Regions from separate parts of the Sus scrofa genome. Here region 1 is linked to region 2. A link is a contact called in public Hi-C data. All regions are on one chromosome and are shown on one strand. The core of a region is the stretch at or near the end of the contact, and the rest is flanking DNA. Distances in the headings are between cores, read along the strand shown.

Region 1 (4,693 bases), core at 1,638-4,137, 140 kb before region 2:
CCCTGAAAAAAGCAAAAAATAAACAGACTCCCTTACAAACAAGTAAATGCCAAGAGAATATTCTTAGTAAACAATTCATTTAACTATAAAAACCAAAAGAATTAAGCTATTTAACCGCATGTAAATTATGCATCATGTGACTTCAAGTAGACTGTTTATTTGGTGTACTTGGGAACCAGATACCCAATATACATAAATATCAATATATTTTTGAACAACTGTCTTAAAGCTTTTGTTCACTCAGTAATGATTCCCACTATTTTTAAAAGGAAAAACACAACAAATATCCTTAAACAAAAATCAGAGGAGGAGTTTTTACTTCTTACATTTTTAAACTAACCCTAAACCATGTTATCTGACAACTACTTGCCTACTTACGTTTAAGGTCCATCAGGCCACAGACCTGCCTTTTTTCTCCCACTGTATGTATCATCAACATCTAGGCAACTAACTGGTACTGAGTAGGAACTCAATACACGTATGTAGCATGAATGAATGAATGAACAAATGAGCTGGGCAAAAGCTGGATAAAAGCTTAAGTGTTTTAAGTTGCAAGAGAGCAATTTCACCTATACAGATATTCATCATTCACTACAAGTAACTACTGTCTCAACTATAACGACCTAATAATGAAAAAGACATGTACTGGGTATATAAACACACACAAATACATCACTCACCATATATAAGAAAAGTACACAAGGTAAAAAATCCATAAAGTCAGTTTTATAGTAGTTCTATTTTCTCTCAGGAGATTTTGGTCTGTTCTTCCTGATAATCAAAATATGTATCAGAAACACAGGTTGCAATCTTGATAAAACAAGTATTATCTTTGAAGTTCTGTTGTAATCTACAAGTATTTGAGCAAAATGAACAATAGTTCCAGAGTTCCACCCTGAGGAGTCAGAAAGGTCAAATTCCTTAATTAAACAAAAGGTGGAATAAATTACACTGATTTTTAAAGAGAAAAACTAAGTTCAAAATAAGTTAATTACAATTATCTGCTTGAAAAGGCATCGTATGTTCTTACATTTGATTTTTTAAGCGAATGAGTATTTTCAAAATCTCTGAAGCTAGATGATAAAACTTATGTCCACAAAACTCGAGTCAGAGGTTCTCTTTATTACAATAATACTGTCTGGATAAGTTCCTTTATAATTCTAAAGTCTACAGTAAGTTATGCAGCAGTTACAGTACCACACTTCATGATTCTACTGCACTTGTATAAGCACAGTTATCTGGATGGAACAGGCTTTTACGGCTATGATCTTTGGCTGCAGAACTAGACTGCACGGATCGAAAAGTTTCCTAAAATCCTGACGGTCATCTTCAAAGAGATCTGAACAGAATCAATTTGACGGTGAATACAAAAAACACCAAAATCAACTCATAAACACTGGTAGGAAAACAAAACTCTCTATAGCAACTAGAGTGTTGACATTTTAAAGTCCAGGGCACGTAAATGAGAGAGCTCCATTTAACTGCCGCCTGTCTTTCCTCCTTTGTGGGCTTCAACGCTGAGTATTAGATATTTCTTTTGAGGGCTTTCTTAAACAGAAATTTAGTGTTTCAATGGCCCCTCCTCCACAGCTAACCTCAGAGCCCTTTCTTCTTCCTCCTCCCTCACCCCTCCCAGTTAAAACAAATTAACATTTGTACTAAGGTACCTCCTATCAGCTCGCAGCTTCTTCCCAAACACGCCCACGTACACTGAAACTGGCCTGCGTCTACACAACACACAGCTACAGGAAAAGAGCTTTGAGGGGGGCAGGTGGGGGCATAATTTAGCTCTGCACAGGTTTACGGCTCTTTTCCAGCTACAGATATCCGCTCCTCACTCCTGGATCGGGTTTCTCCCAAATCACCTCCAAAGCATGGTGTTTATGAGCCTACTGAATCCGATACTGCAATGGAATTCCGGATATCTGCAGACAGATATCCCGGCTTTGCAAGTGTCTGGTCGGATCGTGGGCAATCTCTCCTTTTTTCAGAACGCCCGCTCCTAGCGGTACAGCTCCGACCTCGGGCAGCGCCCCGGGCCACCGCAGGACTGGCCCTTTCGAGTCCTAGGCAGGCAGGCCATTCGCGCAGCGGGCCGCCCCGCAACAGGTCACCCTGACCGCGAGAGTGCGGGTCCGCAGATAGCCAGCTGGGCAGTCCGGCTTCGGGGCGCAGCTGCCAGGGCCGGGGAGGGGGTGTGGCCCGGCTCGGCCGGTCCCCGCTCCCGCTCACCTGAACGGAGGCAGAGGCGCCTCCCGGAGCCAGGGCAGCGCTAGCGGAGGCCGGGGGCTTCCGCCACCCGGGAGAAAAAGAGGCGAGGCGGGCTCCGGGGGTCGCCATGCCCGGGGCCCCAGGACAGAGACCTGGAGCGGAGACCCCATGGCCGCCTCCTGACGCCGAGAGCGAGCCGCCAAGGGAGACGCGGCCCTGGTTCCCAGACCCCGGGCCCCCTCCTCCCTGAGCCCGAGCTCCGCAGCCCCCTCCCCGCGCCGAGGGCGAACAGCGCTGGAGCCCGCGGCCGGGAGATCAACACACCGCAGCGCCCGGGCCGCCGCCATTCCCCGCGCCGCCGCCGCCGCTGCTGCGGCTCAGCGCCGCCCGGGGGGCGCAGCGCACCCACCTTCCCAACCCCCCGCACCGCCCTACAAGGCTCCGCACCAGGCCCGCGGCCAGAGCACCGACCTGTGCAGCCGGGGCAGACGCCTCGGACGATGGAAAGACGGCGCCGGCCTCCCGCTCCGCCGCTTTGCCGCCGCCGCCGCCTAGGCTAGCGCTCAGCAACCCGAGCAGTCGGCGTCTCTCATTCAGCGCCCGCAGCCGCCGCGGCCGCTCGGGGGAGGGGAGTGAGCTGGATCCACCCCGTCCGCGCCGAGGGTGGGGGAGGAGAGCGGACCGGGCGGGGGCGTGCGCCGAGAGGGCGGGGCGGAGCCGCGCTCGCGCACCAACCGGGCGCGCTCGCGCGGGCCCCGAACGCAGCGGCCGGCGGGGTCTTCCCCGCGCGCGCCCCCGCCAGCGGCGCTTCTGCCGGGCCGAGCCCAACTGCCGCCGGGGGCCGGCGGCCGCGGCGCGCGCCTACAGCCGCAGTCCCTCCGCCCTGCGCGCGTGGGAGGGAGGGGCCGCTCCCGGCCAAACGAGGGGGCGGGGAAGGGTGGGAAGACCGACAGGTGGGGGCCCCCGCCGCAGCCCCGCCACCCGCGCCTCCACGGTGAAATCCGCTGTGGTGTCCGTCGCTTCAGCGCCACCACCTCACCTTTAAGGCCAGAGAACAAAGTCTGCAAACACTCGGTCCCTAGATCGAATATCCTGCCCGCGTCAGCGGTGTTTTTAGAAGTCGCTGCGCGCAAGTGAGGGGGTTCCAAAGGTGAAGACCCCACTGCCGTCACAAATTAGGGTGATCAATACTTTGACACAGTAAGATTCGAGAGGTGTTAGAAATAGGCCTTTGAGTGATGCCCTTGGCTTAAGAGCAAATGGCAGAAATTTGGCATCCCTTGGGTCTCAGATTGATGAGTTCCAGGTGAGCAGAATTTTCTCGTTCGGTGCAAGAACAAGATTCTGAAATTTTAACGCTTTCCTGTGAATGAAAAAGGGATGAATTTGGTTAAACAGTGGAAGGGTGTTGTTTCGGAGGATGCACTATTTGGGGTGGCCTACTTAAAATTAGCACCATTTGATGCAGTGTGACTATAAATGGAAGGTTTTAAGTGAGCCACCTTTGTACACGCTATCATTAGACCATTTGAAAATGGATGATTATTTGATGATCTGCAGCTCTTTCTCCAGGCAATGGGCAGTAGAATGTGGAAGGAATACTGTGTACCAGCATGGGGCATAAAACATGAAAGGGCTAAAATTGTTCCCATTTCGTTTCTTTCCTCTCTTTAATAACCACCAAACAGAACTGATTAATCCTGTGTCTTGAAGAATGCTGATTATTTCCTCCTTTGCCTTGTGTCACAGCTCTTTAGTTAGGGAAGCTAGAATGCCCTTCAACCCCTTTCTCTCAAATAGAGTTAGTTCTTTAAAGCCCCTCACCTTCCCCACCTTACACCTGAAGGTAAGTTAAAAAACAGAAACAAAGAGGGGTAAAGTTCATTGTTTTTCATTTTAATTTCATTTACTTTCAAAGGAAGTCTTGAATCGTGCTGAAATCACTGGGAGAAGTAGAGAAACCAAAAGAAGAAGAAGAAAAAAACTTTTAAATGAGAAAAGACCCCAAATAAAGGGGTGTGGTTGGGTGGGGCAGACTATTGGTGAAAAAGGAAAAGGGGGAAATGAGTAATGTATATAGGAAGTTTTCCCATAGATGTTGATTGCTTCAAGTCCCAAAGAAACAACAGGCGAACAGAATTAGCACTTGGAGGGAAAATCCTTCCAGCTGGGTAACTCAGGTTGAGTAAAAGTTTAATCTTTTTAAAGTGTAAGAAATTTAGGAAAAAGTGGTTGGCTGTGTGCCCACAGGAATACATACAACAATTATATATATGTTATAAATATATACATATACATACATACATATCCCAATATCACTGCTTTTAAAAACTAGGAAAACTGAGGAACAACAGGGAATTCTGTCTTGTATAAATGTCTTAACAATGACTTTAAACTTGAATTAGGGTTTCGTAAAAACAAATAAGCCTGTGTTCCTACATCTGCCAATAATTTTCACAGTTTACTGTAAGAGCAATGAAGT
Region 2 (4,344 bases), core at 1,704-4,203:
ATTCATGCAGTGTACATCACATTGGGTCCTGAGTTGACCATGACTGACTAGGTGTCAACATTGTGTTTCATCTTGTCTCATAAGTAGGCGTTGATAGGAGTTCCTGTTGTGGCACAGTAGAAATGAATCCGATTAGGAACCATGAGGTTGCGGGTTCAATCCCTGGCCTTGCTCAGCCAGTTAAGGATCCGGCATTGCCATGAGCTGTGGTGTAGCTCACAGACGCAGCTCAGATCTAGCGTTGCTGTGGCTCTGGCGTAGGCTGGTGGCTACAGCTCTGATTCAACCCCTAGCCTGGGAATCTCCATATGCCGTGGGTATGGCCCTAATAAGACAAAAAGACCAAAAGAAAAAAAAAAAAAGGTGCAGACATTGATATAATTCTCAGCATATTGAAAAAAGGGTGGGCTGAAGAATGAAATGGAATAGTGTGAATACTAGCAGAAATTTGGTGGAAAATTTGAATCTTTCCAACACTTTACACAGTTGTTTAACAGTGAAGAAGCTTCTGAAGAACAATACATGAGACATAGAAAAACAAATACTGTATGACATTACTTATATGTGGAATCTAAAAAAAATACAACAGCCAGTTCTCATCTGGCTCAGCAGAAAGGAACCTGACTAGTATCCATGAGAACACAGGTTCGAGCCCTGGCCTTGCTCAGCGGGTTAAGAATTCGGCATTGCCGTGTAGGTTATAGACGTGGCTCAGATCCTGCACTGCTGTGGCTGTGGCATAGACCAGCAGCTGTAGCTCTGATTCAACCCCTAGCCTGGGAACCTCCACAGGCCATGGGTGTGGCCCAAAAAAGACAAACAACAACAACAACAACAACAAAACCCAACAAACCAATGAATATAACAAAAAAGAAGCAGACCCACAGATACAGAGAACAAGCTAGTGGTTGCCAGTGGGGAGGGGCAATATAGCAGTAGGGGAGAAAGAGGTACAAACTGCCTTGTATAAAATAAATAAGCTACACGGATATACCATATAACATGGGAAATATAGCCAAATTCTACATTACCTTTAAATGGAGTATACATTTAAAATTTAAATCATTGTATTATACACCTGTCTTAAATAATATCGTCAGTAAACATAATTCAATTTTAAAAAGTAAAATAATAATAATAATAATAATGTAGTAGAAAAAAACAATACATGAAAGATACATACATGAGTTTACAATTAAAAGTTGATATACCAAAACAGATGTAGGAGTTCCTGCAGTGGCACAGTGGGTTAAGAATCTGATTGCAGCAGCTCAGGTTGATGCAGAGGCACAGGTTCAATCCCCAACCTGGTGCAGTGCGTTAAAGGATCTGGTGTTGCCGCAGCTGTGGCTCAGATTCAGTCCCTGGCCTGGGAACTTCCATATGCCATTGGTGTAATCATTTAAAAAATAAAAATAAAATAAAAATAGATTTAAAAAAACTAAATTACCACAATGAAATTTTACTACATACCTATTAGAATGACAAAAATCAGAAGTAGTGATAACATCAAATGCTGGCAAGGATGTACAGAAACAGAATCACTCATTTACTGCTGGTGGAGAACATTTTGGTAGTTTCTCATAAAACTAACCATGCAATTACTACATGATCCAGTAAATGCACTCTTGGACAATTATCCCAGAGGATAGAAACTTATGTTTTATTTTTACACAAAAACCTGTTTATGAACATTCATAGCACCTTTATTCATAACAGCCCCAAACTGATAACAACCAGAGGTCCTTCAGCGGGGAAATGGTGAAACTAACTATGGTACATCCTACCTTAGAATAAAACCCAGCATAAAAAGGAACAACTTTTTGACACATGCAAAAACTTGGATGGCTATCAAGGGAACTGGGCTGAATTTTAAAAAATCAATCCCCAAAGGTTACATAGGCTACAGCTTCATTTATATAACATTCTGGAAACAACAAAAATATAGCAATAGAGAACAGGTTGCCATGGGTGGGCTGGTGGGGGAGGAGCAAGAGGGAGATAGGTGGGGTTATTCAAAGGCAACACAAGAGATAGTGAGTGATACACAAACCTTCACACGTGATAAAATAGCATAGAAACACACACACACACACACACACACACACGACAAAGGAAATATAAATAAGATCTGGGAATTAGACCAACGTCAATAGCCTGACTCTGATATTGTACCAAGTTTTGCAAGATGCCACCACTGGGAAACTGGGTAAAGAGCTCGTGATAGCTCTCTGTGTTATTTCTTACCATTGCATGTGAATCTATAACTACTCAAAATAAAGTGTTCAATTAAATTTTAAATATTAAATGTAATCTGGTATTTTCATACCAGCTACTTTAACCTTGGTGTAGGGAGAAAGAGTTCAGGTGTGAAGCCACAGAAAGAACAGTGTGGGAGCCTGGAAAAAGGTGAAAGCAGAGGACAAAAGCAAAGGCTGGAGTTATTTCTGCACGTGTGTGTGTGTGTGTGTGAAGGGAAGGTATGACCAGGGGTTATTTTGGGGTGCCAGGACAGGGTGGGGAGGGATCTCTTAGCAGTGGATATGCCCTGTGTGCTAGTAAGGAGGCTTCTAGATGCAAAGAAGGCAAACAGATGGCAGCTCCTTATGGAGCCCAAATTCCAACCATGAGGTTTTTTTAAGTTCAATAACTCAAACAGACACCATTAGATAGAGTTAGAATCACTCCAGCGCTGGAACCCAATCTTTGTGTGTGTAATGGCTCCAAACCGTAGAGAACAGTGGATTATCTTCAGGTGGCTATGAATGGGGCTGTTTTAGTCACCACAACTTCAACTGTGCTTCTGTTGGTTATCAAACTGCAATGGCCTTCATCCCCTTAGACCTTGGGTGGGCTCCGTGGACCCTGAAGACTGGGTTTCCTCTGGGCCTCACCCCATCCCAGAGCCAGATGGGCACAGAAGGGACAAACAACAGCACACTGACTGGTTGGAGCAGGGCTAGGAGTCCAAGAGGTTAGTGAGGAAAAACAAAACAACTTTAGGACTTTAGGTTCTGTTCAAGGCTGCAACCTTCAATACTGATTTCTTAATAGCAATGCACGGCCTCTACCTTACTGGTCCCTTAACCCCACTTTGGAAAGCAAGTTCTACTGCATGTGTTTCCTAATAGCTCTAGTTCTGATTATCTGTCATCTTGGTTCATTCGCTGTCCTTCCAGCACTCACTGTGGTCCTGTATTTCAAAGGCACTTGATGCCCTTTATTTAGATGTCTTAATGAACCTCTAACCAGGCATTTCAGCTTGAACAATGAGATCTATTTTGTTCCCTTTCCAGATGGCCCACCAGAGTAAAATAGATGGCTTGGGGTAAATATGGAAAAAAGATGAGTTTTGGGGCCAGATATATCTGTGCTTGCCAACTCTGTGATTTCATCAAGCTTGTCTCTGAATCTGCATGGCAAAAGGGTTAAAAGAACAGGCTTTAGGATCGGATCACTTGATTTGAATCCCAGGACCACCGCACACAGCCGGGGTGTCCTTGGATCAATTAGTGAATGTCTTTAAACCTCTGTTTTTTCACCTGTCAAAGAGTTATCTTCACAGCTAATCATCCTCCTTCCTTACTAATAAACCCTTAGTTTTCAGCTGTGCACATGGCCTTCTAAATCAAGACCCTATCTTTTCAGCCTCCTCTGAGCTGGGTGTGGCCATGTGGCCATGTGACCATGTTCTGAAACACCATGTGCCGTTTCTGGGAAGTGTACTTAAAGGAAGGGTGTATGCTCGTCTTCACCTCTTCCTTCATCTTGTTTCCTGGAAGGCAGGAGCTAAGCAGTTATCTCAGACTCTTAACATGAGGGCCACACTCTAGGGCTGGCAGAGCTGAAAGCGAAAAGAAGCCGCTGTCTCTGAACAGTTCCAACTTTTACTTTTTTTTTTTTTTTTTTTTTTTGTCTTTTTGTCTTTTCTGGGGCTGCTCCCGAGGCATATGGAGGTTCCCAGGCTAGGGGTCTAATCAGAGCTCAGCAAGGTCAGGGATCGAATCCGCAACCTCACGGTTCCTAGTCGCATTCATTAACCGCTGAGCCACGATGGGAACTCCAGTTCCAACTTACTTTTAACTTAATGTGAGACAATACAACGTGTGTATTTAAGCCACTGTTACTTGGGGTCTTTGGTCACATGTAGACAGACCTAATCCTAACTGCTATAATAAGGATCAAAAGAGCTACCAAGGGGCATGAGTCAAAGGAACCTTCAAAAACTCCTCCATGAAAGCAACGTGGTCAGAATCGACATTTTTTCAAAACTCTGAAAATTAACAAAAGGCTTTTTGGTGAGCCTGTTTACTCAATCTACAGGTATTCATTCAAGAAAAACCA

The links. Hi-C and Micro-C count contacts between places; a contact is called where the count stands out from the background.
Region 1: a contact with region 2 is called in a Hi-C map of liver, with 5 times the contacts expected there. The contact joins the promoter of RALGPS2 here to the enhancer-like site in region 2. A contact is called at or near these places in 2 of 5 promoter capture datasets (fetal liver and fetal skeletal muscle), 3 of 47 Hi-C or Micro-C datasets (embryonic fibroblasts, liver and skeletal muscle) and 1 of 2 datasets of contacts at active chromatin or transcription factors (skeletal muscle).

What each region holds. Positions count from the first base shown.
Region 1 is chr9:120,560,572-120,565,264 of Sscrofa11.1, reverse strand. It overlaps RALGPS2 (ras-specific guanine nucleotide-releasing factor RalGPS2), which reads right to left and starts at 2,887. Exons shown (of 20, transcript XM_021063727.1): 1 at 2,683-2,887.
Region 2 is chr9:120,416,435-120,420,778 of Sscrofa11.1, reverse strand. The region is part of intron 2 of LOC110255517 (a long non-coding RNA gene); the gene reads right to left. Among named protein-coding and RNA genes, the nearest start is that of CLEC20A, 65 kb to the right of the region's middle. Within about 2 kb of position 2,953, at least 3 of the 83 cell types and tissues checked have an H3K27ac peak or open chromatin away from gene starts, as enhancers often do. A contact at or near this core is called in fetal liver and liver, where this site is marked.